Regions from separate parts of the Zea mays genome. Here region 2 is linked to region 1. The links are chromatin contacts, called in public Hi-C maps. All regions are on one chromosome and are shown on one strand. Each heading gives the region's core, a stretch centred on a gene start, on an enhancer-like site or on the middle of the called end of the contact. The rest is flanking DNA. Distances are from core to core; before and after follow the strand shown.

Region 1 (5,800 bases), core at 1,404-3,903:
TTTAGCTGCTAGTGTACTCTTTGAATGTTTCTTTTGTCATGATTTTAATGGAACTTCCACTAATTTTCAGGAGAGTGAGATCAAGTGGGCGTCACGCTGGGACACCTACCTGTTGATGACCGATGATCAGATTCACTGGTTTTCTATTGTGAACTCTCTCATGATCGTGCTTTTCCTATCAGGCATGGTTGCCATGATAATGCTTCGCACTCTCTACAGAGACATTTCTAGATACAATCAGCTTGAAACTCAAGAAGAAGCACAAGAGGAAACAGGCTGGAAGCTTGTTCATGGGGATGTGTTCCGTCCTCCAACCTACTCTGACTTGCTCTGTGTTTATGTTGGCACTGGCGTCCAATTCTTTGGCATGCTCGTAGTTACAATGATCTTTGCTGTGTTGGGTTTCCTTTCTCCATCAAACCGGGGAGGACTCATGACTGCAATGCTTCTAGTCTGGGTTTTGATGGGTCTGCTTGCTGGCTACTCTTCTTCCCGCCTTTACAAGATGTTCAAAGGTTCAGAGTGGAAGAAGATAACCCTGCAAACGGCTTTCCTATTTCCAGGGGTTGCATTTGTTATTTTCTTCATCTTGAATGCTCTTATATGGGGGGAGAAGTCATCTGGTGCTGTTCCTTTCACCACAATGTTTGCCTTGGTCCTCCTTTGGTTTGGCATCTCAGTACCCCTTGTCTTCGTTGGGAGTTATCTTGGGTTCAAGAAACCTGCCATGGAACCTCCAGTCAAGACAAACAAGATTCCACGTCAGATCCCTGAGCAGGCTTGGTACATGAATCCGCTTTTCACCATTCTGATTGGCGGTGTCCTTCCATTTGGAGCAGTTTTCATTGAACTCTTCTTCATCCTCACCTCCATCTGGCTGCACCAGTTCTACTACATATTTGGCTTCCTCTTCCTTGTGTTTGTGATCCTGATCATCACCTGCGCCGAGATCACAATCGTGCTCTGCTATTTCCAGCTCTGCAGTGAGGACTACATGTGGTGGTGGAGGTCTTACCTTACCTCAGGATCCTCCGCCCTGTATCTCTTCCTGTACGCTGGTTTCTACTTCTTCACGAAACTGCAGATCACTAAGCTGGTGTCTGGCATCTTGTACTTCGGCTACATGCTTCTCGCCTCATATGCCTTCTTCGTGCTGACTGGCACAATTGGTTTCTGCGCCTGCTTCTGGTTCACTAGGTTGATTTACTCTTCAGTGAAGATCGATTAGGTGCCAAGATGACAGAACAGCACATGTTTCAATGGAGTCAAGATAATTGTATGATTAATGTGGATTGGGGAATTACCCCCCCTCCTTTTTTTGAAGGTTTTCAGGAAAATTTTACTGTTTAGGATTTAGTTTACAGATGGTTTATGTTTTGTTATTGTCAGGTTATACACTTTAGTGATTTGGAACTGAAAAATATAAGGGTAAACACATTATGATGAGGCTGTACCTTGTGACAAATTTTTTTGTGGGGCTCTATATAAATTAAATTCATTGTGACAGGTATATGCTTGTACCGGTGAATTACTGTAGGGCTCCAAGACCAGTATGAAATCCACCGTTTGGATCCTGGAATTGAATAGTAAATTTAGATATAGATTAATTAAGCTAATATGGTTTTATGCAGAATATATTTGTATATTATTGTTGGTCACATGGGATAAATATTTATGTACTTCAGTTATACTATAGAGGAGTGAGCCGAGTTGTAAGTTACCGAGTAAAAAAATGTAGATTAGTGATACATAAAATCAATCTCCCTAGATTTATCTCTAAACTTTGGAAAGTGGTAGAATGCCAAATTCTAAACTAAATGACCTATATTATTAAGTAAATTCCAATTCAATAGCAATTGGCAAGAATGTAACCTCAGTTCCTTAGAGATCAGAGCTGGCGCTTTGACTTGCAAAAATCTTTGTTCCAGCAATGCTCATTTGTTGTGCTGTGAATCGAATGCTGGCATTTTAAAAGTTGAGTGTTATCATTAAGTCACTATGCCTGCTTGAGGTATTAGGCAGTAAGAGTTGGTTTGGTTTGATGATCAGAGAATTGGAGGACATCTATATGGGAGAAATCTCCTTGCTTAGGAATAGTGATTTCTATTTTCTCAAACTAAATTAGTTTGTTTTTTTGGGAAATAAAAATCCCAGAATGGAGTTCTCAACCCCATTTTTTTGCAAGTGATTTCAATTTTTTCCAGTAGAAATTAATTCATTTCTCTTAGAAAATTGAAAATCGCTTAAAAATGAGATTACTAAACTAGCTCTTAGCAAGGAGATTCTTCTCTCATGGATTTTCTCTAATTCTTTGATCACCAAATCAGCCATAATTAATCATCAAATTTCCCAACCTGATTTCGCCATTGGTGTACATGGGGAAATGAAATGAAAGGGTGCCATGGGATGGAGAAACCTGGGAAGTTGCTTCTCTCAGGCTCGGCAGATGCCTGCTGCATTGCTGTTTGCAGCAGTCCGTCACGTTCGAACTGACTCTCAGGGGCCTAGCCACTCGCCAGGGAACCAGTCATGGCGCGTATAAAGGGCTCAATTCCCGCCAAATCTGCTGAAATCCGTGGTGCCCCAACAAAAAAAGCGGGCCACACCCACACTCCGCAGCAAAACCATACTCGAGTCGGGCTCGGGGCTGACACTAGCGATATAATTGGTGCTGCTGCCGGGCTCCTGTGTCCTGTCTCCTTTCCTACGCGGCTACGCCGGTCCGCCCACTGACTGTACGACAGCACTTCCGCCGCAGTTCACTTGCTCTCTGCCTCCTCTTCGCTCTTCTGCTCACATAACCACGGCCGTCTCCCCAACGTGGTGCTCGCACCGCAGCCGCAATGTCGTGGCTCCTTGTCGCCGCGGTGCTTGCCGGCTTCGCGCTTGGTCCCTCCGCCGGCACGGACCACATCGTTGGGGCCAACCATGGGTGGAACCCCAACATCAACTACTCCCTCTGGTCCGGCAACCAGACCTTCTACGTCGGCGACCTCATCTGTAAGGCCCTCCTCATCCAAACAAGAAATTCTAGGCCCTTCTGGCTGCCGTATTAGATCCATTTCATTTCATAGCGAGGTGAGGCTCCCGTTGGAGCCCTGATTGCTGCTAACACCGCAATGTTGCTGTGCAGCGTTCCGGTATCAGAAGGGGACGCATAACGTGTTCGAGGTGAACGAGACGGGGTACGACAATTGCACCATGGCTGGGGTCGCCGGCAACTGGACCTCCGGCAAGGACTTCATCCCACTCCCCGCCGCCCGCCGCTACTACTTTGTCTGCGGCAACGGCTTCTGCCTGCAAGGCATGAAGGTCGCCATCACTGTCCACCCGCTCCCGCACAACGCTACCTCCAAGGGCTCCAGCAGCCATGCGGACACCGGCGCACAGGAAGAGGCCGCCGCGGCGGCGCTCGGGACCAGGAGCGCCGCGTGGCTGGCGACGCTCGCAGTCGCCGCAGCTGCAGTGGCTGCTTTCTGCTAGGAGCCTTATTCCATGCATTCACTGAACATTGTTCTAGTATTTTTGTTTTTGCTCCCATCTCATTCGGATCTTTCACTTTTCTGCAAGCAAATCTGCTTGAGAAGCTAAACTACCCTTCCGACAACTCATCAATGCATTTCACAAAAAAACCAATTTAAGCACCAACATGCCATGTATTACAGGTTGCGACGACTCTGAACACTAGAAAGAAGGAAGCAACAAACCCTATAAGAGATTGTCGAATAGAATCCCTTTTCTTATATACACCACCTCACTATCCTTTTTTGTCTATTATCCACCGGTTAGAGCTCCACAGCACGGTGTGCCACTCAACGCCTACTTCGGGGGGTAATCTGGGCCATCGACCTCGCTGTTCACAAAGGCAACTCAAATTCTGAAAGAATAACTTGGGATTTTACAACGCTGAGATTTCAAACGCTGCTAGTGTAGTAGCTTCAGTCAAAGGAAAGCTTACTTGGGCCGCATCCCTTCTGCAGTGGTAGCAGACTGCTCAGCGCTAGAAGTAGCAACAGCTAAAGCTGGTTTCTTGAATTGAACCACAATAACCGTCATGTTATCACATCCTTCGCCACCAGATGTAGGTGCCACACAGCGGTTGAGCAACTTCTCACACACACTAGATATCTTATCCTCCTGTTAAGTTATTAGGCGCATGAGGGAACAATTTAAAGTGTAAAGGTATCAAACACAACAGTGTGCTCCACTTACGGTCTTTAGCTGTTTATGTACAAAATCAACTACTTCTTGACTTGACATGCAATCCCTGTATGAAGAAAAAAATGTTCAGCAACGACAATACAATAAGCAGAGTAACAGCACTAGTGGGGTTCACCAATTGAATCTAAAATCAAAGCATGGATTCCAAAATTATCCATGGCAACATGGATACTTGTAACCAAAGTATCAGTTTCCAACCTAAAGACCAGGGATCTGCTTGTCTATCATGGATTAATTCTATTTGTGTGGAACCATCGATGCCTTATGCACTCAAACTGCAATGGAGCTCAAGAGTGTCCATCAGTCTCCTTTTTTCGGTGGGGGTCCAATATCGCGCGGCTCAATGCACAATATTTCGAACTCGAAAAGAACTATAGATTGCAACTTTATTTGACATGCCCACCGTGTCAATCTAACTATCTAGCTAATGTATGCAAAACAAATAAACATTTCCCAATTATAATTTTAATAGGAAGGGTGGGCCTGGTGTAGTGGTGAGAGCTATCTCACTAAGTCACTAGGTCACGGCTCACGGGTTCGAAGCAGTCTCTATGCATTTGAGGGGAAAGACTTGCCTCAGTTTATCCCTGCACCAAACTCGACTCATGTGGGAGCCTCTGGTACTAGGTTTGTCAATTAGAAATTCATTAATTGTATACAACATGGATACAACATACATATATCTATAAACAGTTTAGATATCAACAACTGCAAACCCTAGTGTGCTACTTCTAAGGAATTAGCTCAAATCCAAAATATGTGTGGCATCACAAATACAGATTAGATACGCAAGCTGATTACTCATTTGATACAGTATTTGTATGACAATTTGCAGGTGTTCTGCTTTACTTAGTTACATATCAGAAACTGCAAAGCCTGGTTTGTGAGTTACTCCCTCTGCCCTGAAATAGGGATTTTTAAGCTAATAAGTCCATGGTCAATAAGATGCTTTTGCCCGAAGAACATTAAGCACCCTTGGCCAGTTCATAATTGTGTATTCAGGATTTTCTATGATTGATTGAATGATAAACATCATCGAAATTGTTCATGTAGTATTCCACACACAGCCATGACAAAAGAGTGATTTCATTATCTCTTACCCAGAGTAATTATAATACATGAAAACTAAGGAAGCCAATTATGGCATCCTCTCTTCAAGGATGATGTACCTCATGTAGATAGTTTGTTTATTTTGGTAACACAACAAAAATGAATGCAAACAAATACTAGTAGAAGAAAACAATTGAGTTATATTAAATTTACATTCAGTAGAGAAATATAAAGCATACCAAATTCCATCACAAGCTAAAACAATGAATTCATCATCCTCCGAGAGCTGGACCTGATCAGAAGCCAAAGCAACCCTTAGTAAATTGTGTATTTGTGTTCAAGGTTTCAAGAAAAAATACTGATAGAAAGGGTCACCAAAACCCACTGTTTTCAATTCAGGTTCAGCTGTCACGATCTGCCTCTCCACTGGCAGGAGGTCATTTTGCTTCAGTTCCATGTCACCTAGAGGAAATTAAATAAATAAGGTTGAATGCAACAACACAACAATACCTGCTTCAAAAAGAGTAAA
Region 2 (5,800 bases), core at 1,179-3,678, 370 kb before region 1:
AACCAGTAGTTATGCAAATTATCAAGCTAACATCAAGGACACTGTTTACCTTGTTCTAAAATGTTATTTTGGGCCTGTTGCAATTAAACTGCATTCTTTTTATCAACTATGATGTTCCTTGAACCAGATTTAGCTAGCTGGTCTAAAAGGACATGGATTAATTACTCTAACAGACTTCAGTTTTCCCCGATTTATACTTCAACTGTAGTTCATCTACGTGAAAAAAAATTCCCATCAACAACACATGGAGATGTCTAATGGGTTAGGTCAGATTGTGTAGCTTATAAAGGTTTGGCACAACCCCACAGCAAAGTAAATTCACTTTCCAAAACCACTATATGTGTCCACAACAAATCCCATTGTATGTTGACCAAGAAGAAAACTATATGACATCATTACTGCAACCCTCAAGCAAGTGGCAATTGCATGAGATTGCACTACAGTCCCGAGCAGAAAACTCATGCTTTTATGAACAATTGTGTAGGACTGTAGGTTAGTAGTAACTAAGAGCATCTCCAACAGTGTCTTAAATCAGTGCACTATCTTAAAATATAGGGCTCTACTCATAAAAGAAACAACTTCAACAGCGTTCTATTTTACAATTTTTTTATCAAAAAAATAAAAATAAAATAGGGCAGACAATGAAGTGACACAAATATACAACACTCGGATTAGTCCCTATCCTTATTTTCTACATCATCCTCAATATTTTCTTTCCTAATAATGTAATTTATTTCCTAAAATACATTATTTAAGGCTTAACTATTGGAGCACAATTTGTTTTTAGTGCCCTAAACACGTTAAATGATGTAGTATTTCAACTTTTGGAGCACTAATTTGAGGCATCTTGATAGAGATGCTAATCATCTGAGCCACTATAATAATGGCCCACATTACAGAACCACAAGTAATATATGGACTCACGAAGAATAATAATTGACAAACTTACTTGATTCAAAGCATTCTGTGGAGTCTCATACTCTGCTGCCACAAAAACAAACACCTATAAGCATGCAATAAAAGCAAAGTTAAGCAGTGATCTTTTAAAGTTTCGCTTGAGCAGCACTAATAGATCAGGTGCATTAGAGATTTAGTCGCACAGATGTATCATGATTCACCGAATTTTTCTGGCAAATTCCCATTATATTTCTCATAGACCATTGTGCAAACTGAGAACACTCTAACAGTTATCCAAAGCTCAGGTTCAAATTCGCATTCGCTCAAAGACACAAACATTAAGGAGAGAGTACTTCCTGTGCTCGAGGATTCCTTACTTTTCAGTGTTGACCTCGTACACAAAACTAAAACCATACTTTCTAGTGCAGTAAAACTTAGTGGAAACTGGGAATGGCGACCATGAAGGGAAGGGTCTGAAGTACCAGAAATACACATTTACCTGTTTTGTGTTCCACGTGAAAAGAGACGAAAGGTCGGCCGAAATGTTCAGCGTCATGCTAACCTGAAGAACGAAAGACAGAGCAATCAATCGTTACAAATTCGAGGAACATATCTGACACAAGTAGTCTGATGTTAGCTCTGAATAATTTGCACAAAAAAAAAACGGAGATGACTTACCTCGTCGTTGCCGTTGGCCTCCTTCTGGAACCAGTTTAGATTCAAGATCTGTGTAACCCAAACGACGGGGACCGTGTTAGCATGACACATGAAGATTGTACAAGCAGATCGAGCCGCCCACGCTCGAAGTCACGAACTAAGATAGATACGCCAGCGGAGATCGGACACAAGGCAGGCGGGCGGGCTCGACGGGATTTAGAGAGACGCGGTGGGGCAGGGAAGAGGGGTGTGGTACCTTAACGGAGGCAGTGGGTGTTGGGGTGTTGAAGTTGTCGGAGAAGGAGGCGGCGAAGCAAATCGCGGCCAGTATGGTGACCGCGAACGTTGCCACCGCGTTGGCGCGGTGCCCAAAGGAGTGCATCCTGTCGCGGCTCCTTTTACTCCCTCGCCGCACGCAGCAGAAGAGATCGCCGGGCCTCCCCTGCCGCTGCTGCTCCTTCCTCCTGTCGCGGCGGCGCCGGCGACTTCACTGCAGTTTCCTTCTCTGTCTTCCTTTTCTCGGGAAGTGCTTACGGAGCCCGTGCAGTGCCGATCCTCCTCGACGGGCTAGGGCCCGCACGTCGGTGAGAGCCCCGAGCATGACGTGGCACGCGCTGATTGGTCGACGCACGTCACGGAGAGGGGCTCATCCAGTCAAGAAGTCAGGGTGCACGTGGGCCAACAAATGGGCCTAGCTGGCCCATTCATAGAAGTCGACCCACTCCCACTTGGTAATGGGAGGCGCGGCCTGGCCCGGCGTTGAAAGAGAGTGAACGCGACGCAGCCGAGGCGGGAAACCCTAACCTAATCCGCGGGGTGGCGGCGGCTTAGCGCTCGTTTAACTTTTCCATGAGCCCATGACGTTGACAGCTGACGCAGGACGGGTGGACGGCCCCGTTTGGGCATGTCGCGCTCACAATCGGCGGTCCGGCGTTAACCACCGCCACCGTTGTTGCTTCCACACCACAACCACACGCACTGGAACACCCAGCGCATCGGCCGGCAGGCGGCGCCCGCGTCTTGGCTGTCACCACACGCGCCCGCCGACGCCGACCAGGTCCCGCATACCCGCAGCTGCGTAGCCATTCCCACAAACCAACCATACACGCTAATCAAAAAGATTAGTGGAGCACTGCCTGAGCCTTGATTTCTCGTTCTTTAGTACTACCTGCTCCACGAGACCAGACCACGCCAGCGGAAAGATAAAGGATTAGTAGACCAGAAGCTTAAGCTTGCTGCCTTGCTGTTCATTTCCCTTGCCTGAGCCGTTAAGCGTACTGTACTGGCAGTTTGTTCGTTTACTCCGTTCCACGCATCCCAACAATTCGTCAATCCCCAGCCGCACGCACGAGAAAGAGGCAGATTCGCTGCTCCGACCGCGTCTTCGTTGCCTTGTTGGTTTCCGTTCTGTGACTCTGTCCTTCGCTTGCTTTTGACTTGGGGTAGTTGGCTTTTCTCTCCCCCCTCGCCTTCCTCCAGGCTTTGGGGATTTGGTTGCTTCCTGTCGGGGTTTGAGAGGAGCGGCGCTCTTGAATTGTTGCTTTCAATTGGTCCGTTTGGCAGGGTTTGGCAATAGAAAGGTAAGATTTCTGTGGAATTCCACCTTGCTTCCGTCTAATTTGGCAGTTTTTTTTGAGGATCCGAGACCGCGTTTGTTGATTGCGAGAAGAGCCTTTTGGTTGTAGATTTGTTGCCGGAGATGGGCAAGCCGTCGCTGAAGAAGAAGAGGGCCTCCGGCGGCGGCAAGTCCGGCGACCACGGGGGCAAGCCGGCGTCACTGGAGCGGTCTGGTTCCAAGGTCCTCGACGGCGATGAGACCCTCTTCACGGACATGGCGCAGGAGCACAAGGAAGAGGGCAATAAGCTCTTCCAGCGCCGGGACTACGACCGCGCGCTGCTCAACTACGACAAGGCCATAAAGCTTCTGCCCCGGGCGCACCCCGACGTCGCCTACCTCCACAGCAACATCGCCGCCTGCTACATGCAGATGAGCCCGCCCGACTACTACCGAGCCATCAACGAGTGCAACATCGCGCTCGAAGCGTCGCCCAAGTACACCAAGGCGCTGCTCAAGCGGGCGCGCTGCTTCGAGGCTCTGGGCAGGCTCGACCTCGCGTGCAGGGACGTCAACAAGGTGCTCGCTCTGGAGCCCAACAACCTTACTGCGCTGGATGTATCCGACAGGATCAAGAAGACTATGGAGGAGAAGGGAATCGTTCTGGACGACAAGGAGATCATGCCCACGCCGGAGGAGGTGGTGGCCGCTGCACCCAAGCAGAAACCGCGCAAGAAGAGGGGAGGACGGAAGTTCGCTGCCAAGGCTGCGGCTGCTGCTGTGGAGGAGGTCGATGAACAGAAGATTGCGGAAGCTATCAAGGAGGAGGTGGAGGAGCAGCCAAGGCAGGTGAAACTCGTGTTTGGGGAGGACATAAGGTGGGCTCAGGTGCCGGCGAGCTGCAGCATGGCACAGCTGCGCGAGGCCGTCCGGAGCAAGTTTCCTGGACTGAAGGCTGTTCTTGTCAAGTACAAGGACAAGGAGGGTGATCTTGTGACAATCACCAACCAGGATGAGCTGAAATGGGCTGAGGAGTTGGCTGAGGCTGGGAGCTCACTTCGGCTGTATGTTACCGAGGCTGATCCGGAACATGAACCTTATGTTGACGACACCAATATGGAGAGAAATGTAAACAGCAATTCGGATAATGGAAGTATTAGAAGCAATAGGCAGGATGAGGACAGGAGCACTGTGACCTGTATTGATGATTGGATTGTGCAATTCGCCCGGCTTTTCAAGAACCATGTTGGGATTAGCTCTGATGAGTACCTGGACCTCCATGAGGTCAGTATGAAGCTCTACACTGAGGCAATCGAGGACACTATTACTACTGAGGAAGCCCAGGAGGTGTTTCATCTTGCTGAGGGAAACTTTCAGGAGATGGCAGCACTTGCATTTTTCCACTGGGGTAATGTTCACATGTCCCGGGCCAGGAAGAGATTGTTGCTATCAGGAGATTCCCCAAGTGAATTGGTGCTTGAGCAGGTGAAGGAAGCATATGAATGGGCAAGGGACGAATACAATAAGGCTGGAACAAGATATGAAGATGCCGTGAAGGCCAAGCCGGACTTTTTTGAAGGTTTCCTTGCACTGGCGCACCAGCAGTTTGAACAAGCAAAACTGTCATGGTACTATGCAATTGGTAGTAATGCAGATTTGGACAGCTGTTCTTCTGAAATTCTGGAGCTCTTCAATAAAGCTGAGGATAATATTGAGAAAGGTATAGAGATGTGGGAGGAAATGGAAGAACAGCGTCTGAAGAATCGATCTAAACCTAGCCAGGAGAATATTGTGCTAGAGAAGATGGGCTTGGAGGAGTATATCAAGGATGTATCCACTGATGATGCGGCTGAACAGGCTTCCAATTTAAGGTCTCAGATAAACATTTTATGGGGTATGCTCCTTTATGAACGTTCAGTTGTGGAATTTAAATTAGGTCTCCCAATGTGGGAGGATTGTTTGATGGCTGCTATTGAAAAGTTCAAACTTGGGGGAGCTTCTGCCACAGATATTGCTGTGCTGGTGAAAAACCACTGTGCCAATGAAACTGCTCAAGATGGTAAGATAAATTTACTGTTTTTGTCCTGTGAAAACTAAACTGTTGATTTTTGCTGGAGAATACAAGAATTGTAAAGGGATTATGCAAAGTGTTAATTAAATTGTGTTGAATACCATTTGTTCTGTGGATCCTTTGTAGTAGTCCCACTGAGTTTGTTAAATTAATTATTGGACCTTTACAGTTGGGAGTTCACCTATTATCATTGTTTAAAAGTTTATATGTTGCACATTCATCAAGTGTTGAATCACTTTCAGCTTATTTCTTTACCTTGAGGTCATTTTTTTGGGAACATTGTGAAAACTGAAAAGGATGATTATATAGCACAATCTGTAACTGTTAGTGGTCGAGCGTTGTATGCTATGCTGAATGTTTCCATATCCCCACCCTTACTGTGGAGAAAGTATTAACTATGATTGTCCAATTTCTTTGTAGGTTTGGGCTTCAAGATTGATGAAATTGTTCAAGCCTGGAATGAAATGTATGACATTAAACGGTGGCTGCGTGGTGTTCCATCATTTCGCCTTGAGCCATTATTTAGGCGAAGAGTTCCACAATTGCATACTGCACTTGAACATATATAGTACTCATGAAGTTGTTCTACATCATATTGGATTTCAATGCTTTTTTATCAG

Evidence for each region. Hi-C and Micro-C count contacts between places; a contact is called where the count stands out from the background.
Region 2: a Hi-C map of tassel shows a contact between it and region 1, with 3 times the contacts expected there. The contact joins the promoter of LOC103633129 here to the promoter of LOC100283139 in region 1. A contact is called at or near these places in 4 of 25 Hi-C or Micro-C datasets (ear, endosperm, leaf and 1 more).

Annotation. Positions count from the first base shown.
Region 1 is chr7:151,902,080-151,907,879 of Zm-B73-REFERENCE-NAM-5.0, reverse strand. It overlaps LOC100283139 (blue copper protein), which reads left to right and starts at 2,653. Exons shown (of 2, transcript NM_001156041.2): 1 at 2,653-3,000; 2 at 3,134-3,728. The coding sequence starts at 2,844. The coding sequence ends at 3,483. LOC100382283 (putative protein phosphatase 2C 21) reads right to left here. Exons shown (of 11, transcript NM_001175033.1): 8 at 5,657-5,733; 9 at 5,511-5,563; 10 at 4,213-4,267; 11 at 3,623-4,120. The coding sequence ends at 4,112. LOC100285422 (transmembrane 9 superfamily protein member 4) reads left to right here. Exons shown (of 7, transcript NM_001158315.2): 7 at 71-1,509. The coding sequence ends at 1,228.
Region 2 is chr7:152,268,452-152,274,251 of Zm-B73-REFERENCE-NAM-5.0, reverse strand. It overlaps LOC103633129 (Octicosapeptide/Phox/Bem1p (PB1) domain-containing protein / tetratricopeptide repeat (TPR)-containing protein), which reads left to right and starts at 2,428. Exons shown (of 4, transcript XM_020540974.1): 1 at 2,428-3,134; 2 at 3,240-5,168; 3 at 5,601-5,800. The coding sequence starts at 3,254. The coding sequence ends at 5,749. It overlaps LOC100283950, which reads right to left and starts at 2,186. Exons shown (of 6, transcript NM_001156848.2): 1 at 1,811-2,186; 2 at 1,576-1,623; 3 at 1,397-1,459; 4 at 950-1,003. The coding sequence starts at 1,936.